3 separate regions of the Lactuca sativa genome follow, and all the other regions are linked to region 2. The links are chromatin contacts, called in public Hi-C maps. All regions are on one chromosome and are shown on one strand. Each heading gives the region's core, a stretch centred on a gene start, on an enhancer-like site or on the middle of the called end of the contact. The rest is flanking DNA. Distances are from core to core; before and after follow the strand shown. Region 1 holds the start of LOC111887742. Region 2 holds the start of LOC111887758. Region 3 holds the start of LOC111887744 (arginine decarboxylase).

What was found. A called contact is a pair of places that touch in the nucleus more often than the background predicts.
Region 1: a contact with region 2 is called in a Hi-C map of leaf, with 2.6 times the contacts expected there. The contact joins the promoter of LOC111887742 here to the promoter of LOC111887758 in region 2. A contact is called at or near these places in 2 of 4 Hi-C or Micro-C datasets (leaf and seed).
Region 3: a Hi-C map of leaf shows a contact between it and region 2, with 6 times the contacts expected there. The contact joins the promoter of LOC111887744 here to the promoter of LOC111887758 in region 2. A contact is called at or near these places in 2 of 4 Hi-C or Micro-C datasets (leaf and seed).

What each region holds. Positions count from the first base shown.
Region 1 is chr4:111,927,436-111,931,066 of Lsat_Salinas_v11, forward strand. It overlaps LOC111887742, which reads left to right and starts at 1,490. Exons shown (of 10, transcript XM_023883904.3): 1 at 1,490-1,629; 2 at 1,880-1,927; 3 at 2,244-2,321; 4 at 2,469-2,493; 5 at 2,598-2,630; 6 at 2,765-2,886; 7 at 3,002-3,132; 8 at 3,221-3,444; 9 at 3,522-3,631. The coding sequence starts at 1,925.
Region 2 is chr4:111,740,052-111,743,640 of Lsat_Salinas_v11, forward strand. LOC111887758 reads left to right here and starts at 2,167. Exons shown (of 3, transcript XM_023883917.3): 1 at 2,167-2,324; 2 at 3,315-3,380. The coding sequence starts at 2,277.
Region 3 is chr4:111,904,730-111,908,120 of Lsat_Salinas_v11, forward strand. It overlaps LOC111887744 (arginine decarboxylase), which reads left to right and starts at 1,863. Exons shown (of 1, transcript XM_023883905.2): 1 at 1,863-3,391. The coding sequence starts at 2,314.

The sequences.
Region 1 (3,631 bases), core at 240-2,739, 190 kb after region 2:
AAGCAACATTATCACCAATTTTTTTTGAAAATATATATACATCCCCTTCCTTCAACAAATAATCAAACTTCTTCATAAGACTATTTATAATAACTAGAGGGTATGTCCTTGCGTTGCTAGGAGTCGAGAAGTTTTTTTTATTATTTTCTTGGTTGTTTCAGATTTCACAGTTCGTGTTTGTTTATGAGACAATTTTTTGGAATATACATAGGGACGAAAGTTGATAAAATATAGAAACTATGGTGGTTAGATGTTGAAAAAAGAAAATTAATATTAGAGAAGGGACCAAAACTGCCAAGCTGTAGAAAATATTATGGCTTACTGTAATTAATATTAGAAAATGGACCAAAAGTGTCAAGTTGTAGAAAATGGACGAAAGTTGTCAAAATATAGAGACTACGGTGGTTAGATGTTGAAAAGCAAAAATTAATATTAAAGAAGTGACCAAAACTACCAAGTTGTAGAAAATATTATGGCTTATTGTAATTATTATTATAGTATGGACCAAAATTGCCAAGTTGTAGAAATTATTGTAGCAAAATGATGTAACATTAAAGAATAAAAGACCAAAAATGTTAACATCTCAAACAATTGTTGCTAAAGTTTTTTAGAAGAAAACTTTACTATTAAAAAAAATGTTCAATAGGAAACAATTACTGTTCCTAGAGGAACTCTCTATTAATCTATATATATAAATAACAAATATATAATTTACCCTATATTATCATACAAACAAACGAATGAAAAAATTATACTCATACAAACAAAAGCAAGGAATCATATATATTTCATATTGCTACATCATGATCTATTAAAATCATATCAATGTTGTTCGATTCCGATGAGTTTATATACACCTATTGCTTCACAATGAAGAACACTAATGATGATGTATCATATGAAGGTAAACCGTAACTGTAACCAACCGAATATCCACCTATAATTGAACAACACATCATAAAGTGCTTGACATCCCAAATGTGATTATTCCAAAATCAATCTCAATTAGACACTCTCCTATAATTGAACAACACATCATAAAGTGCTTGACATCCCAAATGTGATTATTCCAAAATCAATCTCAATTAGACACTCTATGTGAGATAGATATCTTATATTTGCGACAACTTAGCTAAAATTTCTTTTAAATTATATAAGATATATATTTTATGGGGAGATTTTAGAAAAGTTTATCGTATAAGAAGGTGATTCCCTATCGGTCGATTATAGTTGATTCATAGTAAAATGGAAATTTATACATTTCTATACATTTCTTATCTTATCGAATGTATATTTGGTTCATTTTGATGCTTAACATATCATGTGTCTTTTCGGCCATGGACCTTTTCTACAACACATGTTGATTTAACCCAAAATGAAGCCCAGATGCAATTATCCCAGAACCTATTTATTAATGAATTGGGCCTAAAACATGTGTTTATATAAAGCTTTTCATTTTGCTCAGCCCGGATGCAACTAGCGTGCACACTACGCACCAGGCGCATGGTAGCGTAATCTCCTCTTTTTCCAAAATCTATATCAATCCGAATTCTAAGATTAAATTCTTTCGAAGGGTTTTTTGTTCTCCAAGTCTTTGCAACAGGTTCCAAATCCGTCGTTCTTCATCTGGTAAGATTATTTCCTGAATTTCATGGTTTTCTGATTCTTAATCTCGGGTTTTGTTTTATCATCATTATTTAGGTGTATTTAATTTTCAATTGTGGATAAATGCTGGGATGGTAGCTGTATATTCGATTATATAAAGAAATCTCTTTTCATATGATTAAATAAACATATAAATTCGTACGTTTGTAGTGTATTTAGTTATCTGTGTGATTTTCTATATGCTCTCTGATCGTAGATTCTGTTCTTTAATCAGGTTGCTGAATATTCGATTTCTTGTTGTCAAGTAAGAAGAGTAAATATGGTATGTATCCTGTGATCATGTTCTTTAATTTTATATGCCACTTCTAATCTCTAGCCTTCTATACAAAACTATTAACCTTGAAAAAATCTACACTTCACTTTTGGTGATCAAAAGGGCTAATTGATATGAAATAAATATCCACTGAAGAAAGAATGAAGTCGTCTAATTTTATATGTACTATATTTGGTTGGATTTAACCCTTTTTAGTGTAGATAAAGATGTAAGTGGATATTTTCTTGATAGGTTATCATTTTTTTTTGATGCTGATGAGTTTCTATATCATGTTTATACTAATTGTATTGCTTTTGAGCTGCAGTATTTTGATGGTTATGGCTATCATGGAACATCCTTTGAGCAAACATATCGATGCTACCCTGCATCTTTTATTGATAAGGTTTAAGAAGCTTCAACATTTTTATTTTATTATTCATATGCAAAGTGCACAAGAAGTATGATTATAATTTATAATTCATACTCTGGTTTCACACATGTTTGAATTATACTATTGTTCTAATTCTACATTTCTTTTTTGCTTCTGCAGCCTCAGTTAGAAAATGGTGATAAAAGTGAGTAGTATTTGTTATTTGTATTCTAGTATGTTTGTATGTATGTATGTATTCTCCCTTAAGTTTCCTTTTCAATCACTCACATTTCTTTATTCTTGTTTTAGTTATAATGCCTCCTTCTGCCCTTGATCGCCTTGGTTAGTTTCTCTTTCTCATACTAAATTTTCTTTGAAATTGTACTTAAAACCATGGTGGAAGTTATTTATAGCCCAAAACTTAATATCTATATAAGACGATGATGACAATTAGCATTTTTTTTTTTTAATTTCAGCTTCTCTTCACATTGATTATCCAATGTTGTTTGAGCTTCGAAATGCTGCTACGGAGAGGATTTCACATTGTGGGGTGTTGGAATTCATTGCAGAAGAAGGCATGATTTATATGCCTTATTGGGTATGCATTTTTTTTTTTCATTTTCTAACTCTTGGGTAATAGACTTATAGGGCTATTTATGTCTTTTGACATCTTAGTTTTTATGCTCATTAACAGAATTGATTTTCCCATGTAGATGATGGAAAATCTGCTTTTACAAGAAGGAGACATTGTGCGTGTAAAAAATGTGACCCTCCCAAAGGGTACATATGTAAAATTACAACCACACACAAAGGACTTCTTGGATATCTCTAACCCAAAAGCAATGTAAGTTGACAAATCCAATTCCTTTGATAGAATCCATTCCTTGTAATAACATTTTCTGAAATAATCTTTGAATTTTGTTTTGATGCAGCTTGGAGACAACATTGAGGAACTTTTCTTGTTTGACAACAGGAGATAGCATTATGGTGGCATATAACAACAAGAAATACTACATTGATATCATTGAATCAAAGCCTTCTCATGCAATAACCATAATTGAAACTGATTGTGAGGTCGATTTTGCCCCTCCTCTTGATTACAAAGAGCCTGAGAGACCTGTAGCATCTATCCCTTCAACCAAACCACCATCAGAAGGTTTTATTTAATATTTCTTTCAACTTCTTGAATTTTATTTATATGTTTTATTTATTTTTTATTTTGTGGTGTTGTAGGTGAGGCTGCTCCAGTTGAAGAGCCAAAGTTTAATCCGTTTACTGGATCAGGAAGAAGGTTGGATGGAAAGCCTTTAAAATACCAGCCACCACCTGTTTCTGCCGCCTCC
Region 2 (3,589 bases), core at 917-3,416:
CAAAATGAATTGAATTTGCTTGATCTTGACATTAATAATGTGCATGGACAAGGTTATAATAATGGATCAAATATGAAAGGAAAACATCAAAGAGTGCAAACAAAGCTTTTAGATATAAATTCCAGAGCTTTTTATACTCCTTGTGGTTGCCATAGTTTGAACTTAACTTTGTGTGATATGGCTAATACTTGTGGTAAAGCTAAAGTTTTTTTTTTTTTTTTTTTTTTTTTTTTTTTTTTTTGTTTTTTTTTTTTGGAACAATACAACATATCTATACAATTTTTGCAAATTCCACTAAGAGATGACAAATTCTAAAGATAATCTGAAAGGGTTAACTCATAAATCTTAGTCATCCACTTAGTGAGAGAGTCGTGTTGATAGTGTTAAAACTACAAGATTTCAAATTTTTGACATACAAAAGGCTTTACTTCAAGTAGCCAAAAATGATAATTATCTAAAAATAACAAGTGAAGCTAAATCTGTAGCAAAAAATAAGTTTGGTAACTTTGAGTTTATATTGGCTTTAGTAATTTGGTATGAAATGTTAAATACTGTTAATTTAGTTAGCAAACAATTGCAATAAAAAGATATGCTTATTGATGTTGCTATGGAAAAAAAAATAAAGGGGCTGATTTCGTTTTTTAAAGAATATAGAGAAAATGGTTTTTTAAATGCTTTAGAAACTGCAAAAGATATTGCCTTGAAAATGGGCAACGATCCAATATTTTCTAAAAAACATGAACCTAAAATTAAAAAACATTTTGATGAAATTTCATCTCATACTTCTTGTAGTGTTTCACAATCCGCGCAAGAGAAATTTAGGGTTAAATATTTTATTTATATTGTTGATCAAGCAATTACTGGTTTAACTACAGGTTTTGAACAATATCAACAATATGATAAAATATTTGGTTCTTTGTTTAATTTAGAAAAACTACATTCATTAGATGATATAACCTTAAAATCTTGTTGTAAGTCTTTTAAAACTTCATTCAAGAAAGATGAGCAATTGGATACTGATGAAAATGACTTGTATGTTGAGTTAAAATTATTTCTACATCTCTTGCCCAAAGAAAAAATGACAACAATTGACATTTTAAACTTTTTAAAACGTGTTGATTGTTTTACTATTACATCTATTGCATATAAAATTATATTGACTATTCCTGTTACTATTGCATCTGCAGAACGAAGTTTTTCAAAATTGAAGATTTTGAAGTCCTATTTACGATCTACAATAACTCAAGAACGACTTAATGGATTGGCTTTGATGATGATTGAGCATAACATGTTGGACAAAGTTACATATGAAGATGTTATTGAGAAATTTATTCCAACAAATATTAGGATGATGATAGTTTTCAAGTAGAAACCAATTTCTTTTTTGTGTATTATTTTGAATGAAGTTTTATTTTATGTATTTACAACAAAAAATTAAAATGTATATTTTTTTGCTTAAATTTTGAGATATTTCAAATTTTAGGGTCTATTTTTTATTAATTCGCACATAATTTCTAAAATATCGGGACCGCCTTCACCACACCCATCAGCCTCATATATCTAAACAATAAACTCCATCTAATAAATCTATATGGACGATTTACATGTTTTTGGCTTTAATCTATCTTTCATTCGGTCCGGTTTAGTTTTTCGATTTAATAGCTCGAACCACCACGAATGTTGCATACCCCGACTAGGTCTAGCTATGGTAGACATGACCACACCTGATTACAAATTATACCGTAAAGAGTAAATTACACGAATGGTCCCTATGATTTGGGGTAATTTGTGCGTTTGGTCCCTAACTTATTTTTTTTAACTCTGAAGGTCCCTACTGATTATTTTTATTATGTGTTTGGTCCATATTGTTTGTTTTTGTTATGCGTTTGGTCCATGTCATACCTAAAAAGACTATTATTTAAATATGGAAAACTGATAGGGTACGTAAGGTAAGGTGAGAAGGGTGAGATTAAGGTGTGTTTATTTAAATAAATTAAAAAATAAAGGGAGAAATAGACTTTTTATGTAAGACAGGGATCAAGCGCGTAATAAAAACAAACAATAGGGACCTTTCGAGTTAGTAGGGACCTTTCGAATTAAAAAAATAAGTTAGGAACCAAACGCACAAATTACCTTAGACCATTAGTAGTTTACTCTACCGTAAACCCACAAAACAAAACATCTGATGCTGCGAATTCTTCTAGGGCTTATGACCTGCGACTGATCTCTTCATTTACTCTTCAATTTCCCGATCAACGATTCTGCACATTTTCCCGATGGCGCCACCGCCCGGCCTTTACTCCGGTACCAGCACCTTCGCTTTGGTAAAAATCTTCACAATTTCCGCTCATCGATTTAAACTCCGGGACTGTATACTTATGTGTTTTTTTTTGCGTCGATTTCGTGCAAAATGTTTGATTTAATTGCTTTCCTCTACCTTCAGTTTATTCGACATGAAAATAAATGTTATTATTTGTGTGATCTGTCTTTCAATTGATTATCACGAGTTTAGCGTTTCATGTATTGATTCAATTTTGATTTGATGTGACGTAGGCTTTGCTTGTTTGTTTCTTTCTTTCTTAGATTTGCAGTGATTGTATTTTCAAAGAGCTATTAGCATTTGAAACATTAAAATCGACGTTCTGTTGCATATAAAACATTGTCCATTTGTCCTTTCGAAAATGATAAACGCAAATTCCATCTTATGATAATTGTGGAGTTTGTATAGACTGTGGAAATGTAAATTCACATGGTAACTTTGATATTCTGTATAAGAAATCTAAAATCATTTTCTTTTTCTTTTCTGAAAGCATTGTTCTTTTTTGCATTTCTGTAACTACTATTGCTAGAATGCTTTCCCATTTTATGCACCAACATTTCATTCCTCAAATGCTTATTTATGCAACAATGTTTCACTTTTTTATTAAATTATGCAACAATGATCGTTTTGTTTTACCAATTTATTCAACTTAAACTAATTATTTAGCCATGTTTCAACCGGTTATACTAGTAATTGGTAACATATTTTGGTTCTACAATGAAACGACATGTATAATTTCATATTTTATATTAAAAACCACTTTTGTTGCATAAAATGGGAAAATGGTTATTCGTTGTTACATAAATGTGCATTTCACTTTAAAAAGAATAATGGTTTGCTTGCAATGAATATCGTTACACATTTTGCAAAGGAATATTATGATTTTGGATTTTTGTTTATATGTGATATAAATGCTTTTCTTTTTGTTGGCTTTATCTGTTTTTTATTTCTTTGAGTCATGGGATTATGATTAATTTGGATCTTGATATTACAGGTGGCACGTGTGTCAGCCTTCTCTGTTGGAGTAGTTTATGGTAGCATCAAGCTCAAATACCTTAAGGTATTGGTACCTTTCTTATCAATTGATTTCATGTTTCTATGTGTTAATAGTTGTAGTTGAATTGTATCAATAATCTTTCTTGATATTTATGCCCTTATCAATTTGGAAGAGTTGAATTGCTATATTTTATTGATTTACCTAGTAATTCTAATATTTTATCGATTTAGCCATGAACTTTTATCATAAAAATACTAATCTAGTGGCTAAAT
Region 3 (3,391 bases), core at 613-3,112, 160 kb after region 2:
TGGCTGTTGACTACGAAAATCTTACAATGGCTACGAAAAAAATATGGTTGGCCTGCAGAAATCTTTAGAGGTATAATGACTTAAAATGGTAATATATTTTTCGATTTGTACATATTTGGTCACTGAGTCTTTTTTCGTCCACATTTACCTTTTCAACTTGTTAAACTGTACACATTCAATCCTTATGACTGGTTACTCCAGGTTAGCCGAGAAAAGTGACTTAATATAGTAATATATTTATCATTTTGTACACATTTAGTCCTAATTTTTTTTTTTGTACACATTTAGTCCTTGATATTTTTTTGTTTCAAAATAAGTCATTTTTGTTTTTGTACTCGTGCAGAACTTATGAATGATTTTTTTAGGTTTTTCTTACGACATCTTACGTGGGACAATCATTGATGAAGTGTGTGGAGCTATTGATGTTTATGTGTAACATCTCATTTTCACAACAAAAATTTTCATTTTTTAATAAAACAAAAGTCCCTAATTATAAATCCATTATTAAGAAAAAACGTTTATTCCAAAATACATTTATCGAAAATCAGAGTAATATAAGAAACGCAGAATCCTCGATATTGTTGATGAGTGTATACAACCATGCCTCCGCCTTCCCACGATCAACGATAGAACCTGTTAACATAACCAACTAGGTAAGCACAAAGTTTAGTGAGTTTTCCCCAAAAATACACGATCCAACAAACATATTATCATGCATAACGAGTCCACACTCATCAGATTAGTATACATTGGCCCAATCAGTCATCAGACTGGAATGCCAACACACTCATCAGATTAGAATACCTTGACCTAATCAGTCATTGGACTGGAATACCAACATGCAACAAGTCCAATAAGTAATCAGACTGAAATACCCAGGGTTTGTCGACATGTTGCCTTAACCCAACTGCTCTTCTCGAGCCTACAACTTACAGCTGACCCGCACCAGGTATCTTGACCTACAACATATAGCACGACCACCTCAACCTATCCCACCACCATATGGTTATCCCACGTAAGATATTATGAGAAAAACCTAAAGAAATCATTCATAAGTACTGAATGAGTACAAAAACAAAAATGACTTATTTTGCAAAAAAAAAAAATATTAAGGACTAAATGTGTACAAAAATATTAAGGACTAAATGTGTACAAAATGAGAAATATATTACCCTATTAAGTCATTTTTACCGGTTAATCTGAAATAACCGTTCATAAAAACTAAATGTATACAGTTTAACAAGTTGAAAGGGTAAATATAAATGAAAAAAAATTAATAATTAAATATGTATAAATCAAAAAATATATTATTCTTTAAACTCATTATCCCGTCTTTAGATAAATAAGCAATAAAATGACTTTCTATAAAATATTATTTAATCAAATTTCAATACTAACTTGTACATTACGTATTAGGCATTGTACATCGAATACTATTTGTATCTTTGTGCTTTGTGCATCAATTCCGGGAAAGCTGATTAGTATTTTTTTTTTCAGAGCTATAGCTGTTAAAGACAGAATAAGAATACATATAACTTTTAAATCATGCATTAAATGTTGTACCTTTCTTTTATTTGAAATAATTTAATGTGAAAATTTTCCTAATTCCAGAGCAATAATAGTTATATCCAGGATAAGATTGAGTTGGTGTCATCTACTTGTACTATATGCGGCAAAATGTGTACCTGAGTTCTCTTTTCGAGATGATTTTCTTTTTCATTCCAATAAGTACTGGAATCAAAGTAGAAACGGTGGGAAAGCTTGTACAACATGCAATACATATTGTACATAAATCTGTATTTTGAAATATTAGGTCCGAGAAAGAGATATCAATCCCCAACTACTATATAAAGGGCCATCAACTCTCATGCAATTCTCGCCCATTTCACATTCGTGAATCGTTCTGTAAACAGTAAGCACATTAGGTTTAATTGTCGCCGTTAGGTTTCCGGACGCCGCTCCGTTTGTTTTGTCGGGGTTTGGGTTTTGAGATTCTGATTTTGCATGGTGGGATCAGTGTTTAATTTCTAGATTTGTTTCGGTGTTTGATTTGATTACTCGAGTGTTCATTTTTGGATAAATTTGTGTGTTTCTTCTTCTGAGCGGCAGTTGTGGGGATTTTTGTATTGATTAGGAGTTTAGGGCTTGTTTCTCCTTTGATTCAGTTCTTCATCTGCTTCTTTTGAGGGGGTAGCCGGGGCTCCGGCCTCGGCGGGTTGTAAAGCCCCCTAACTTTACAAACTTAGCCAAATTAAATACTTTGAATTCTTTGATTCTTTCCTTCTAACCATTGATTAACAGATCGGGGAAGAGATGCCGACCCTAGCGTGTTGCGTTGATGCTTCTCCCCCGTTTCCTCCCGGTTACATTGCCTGGGATGGTTCTTTTCCCGCGCCGGAGCCTTTTTCCGGCGTACCTCATTCGAGAAACACCGGTCTACCTGATCTATCATCCGCAGCCGCTCATTGGTCACCGAATCACTCTGCTGCTCTCTACAGAGTTAATGGATGGGGTGCGCCTTACTTCTCTGTTAACTCCTCCGGCAATGTCACTGTCCGTCCGCATGGTTCCGGAACCATGGACCATCAGGAGATTGATCTCTTGAAGGTTGTGAAGAAGGCGTCTGACCCGAAATCGACCGGAGGCCTTGACCTGCCGCTTCCTCTCATCATCCGGTTCCCGGACGTTCTCAAGAACCGCCTGGAGTCGATCCAGTCGGCTTTCAATTGCGCCATCGAGTCGCAGGGATACGGCTCGCATTACCAGGGAGTTTATCCCGTGAAATGCAATCAGGACCGGTTCGTCGTCGAGGACATTGTGAAATTCGGTTCCTCTTTTAGGTTCGGATTGGAGGCCGGATCCAAACCAGAGCTTCTTCTAGCCATGAGCTGTCTCTGCAAAGGAAGTTCTGAATCTCTCCTGATTTGCAACGGTTTCAAAGATGCAGAATACATCTCACTTGCTTTGATCGCTCGAAAGCTTTCGTTGAATACTGTGATTGTTCTCGAGCAAGAAGAGGAGCTGGATTCAGTTATTGATATGAGCCGAAAACTTGGCGTTCTTCCCGTTGTAGGAGTCCGTGCTAAGCTCCGTACGAAGCATTCAGGCCATTTTGGATCGACTTCCGGCGAAAAAGGTAAGTTTGGACTTACAACGACGCAAATTCTCCGTGTTGTGAAGAAGCTTGAAAAATGTGGTATGTTAGACTGCCTACAATTGCTCCATTTCCACATCGGATCTCAGATCCCTTCCACCGACTTACTGGCCGATGGCGTTGGTGAGGCGGCGCAAATTTACAGTGAATTAGTCCGCTTTGGTGCATCCATGAAAGTCATCGACATAGGCGGTGGACTAGGCATTGATTACGATGGTTCAAAATCAACCGACTCAG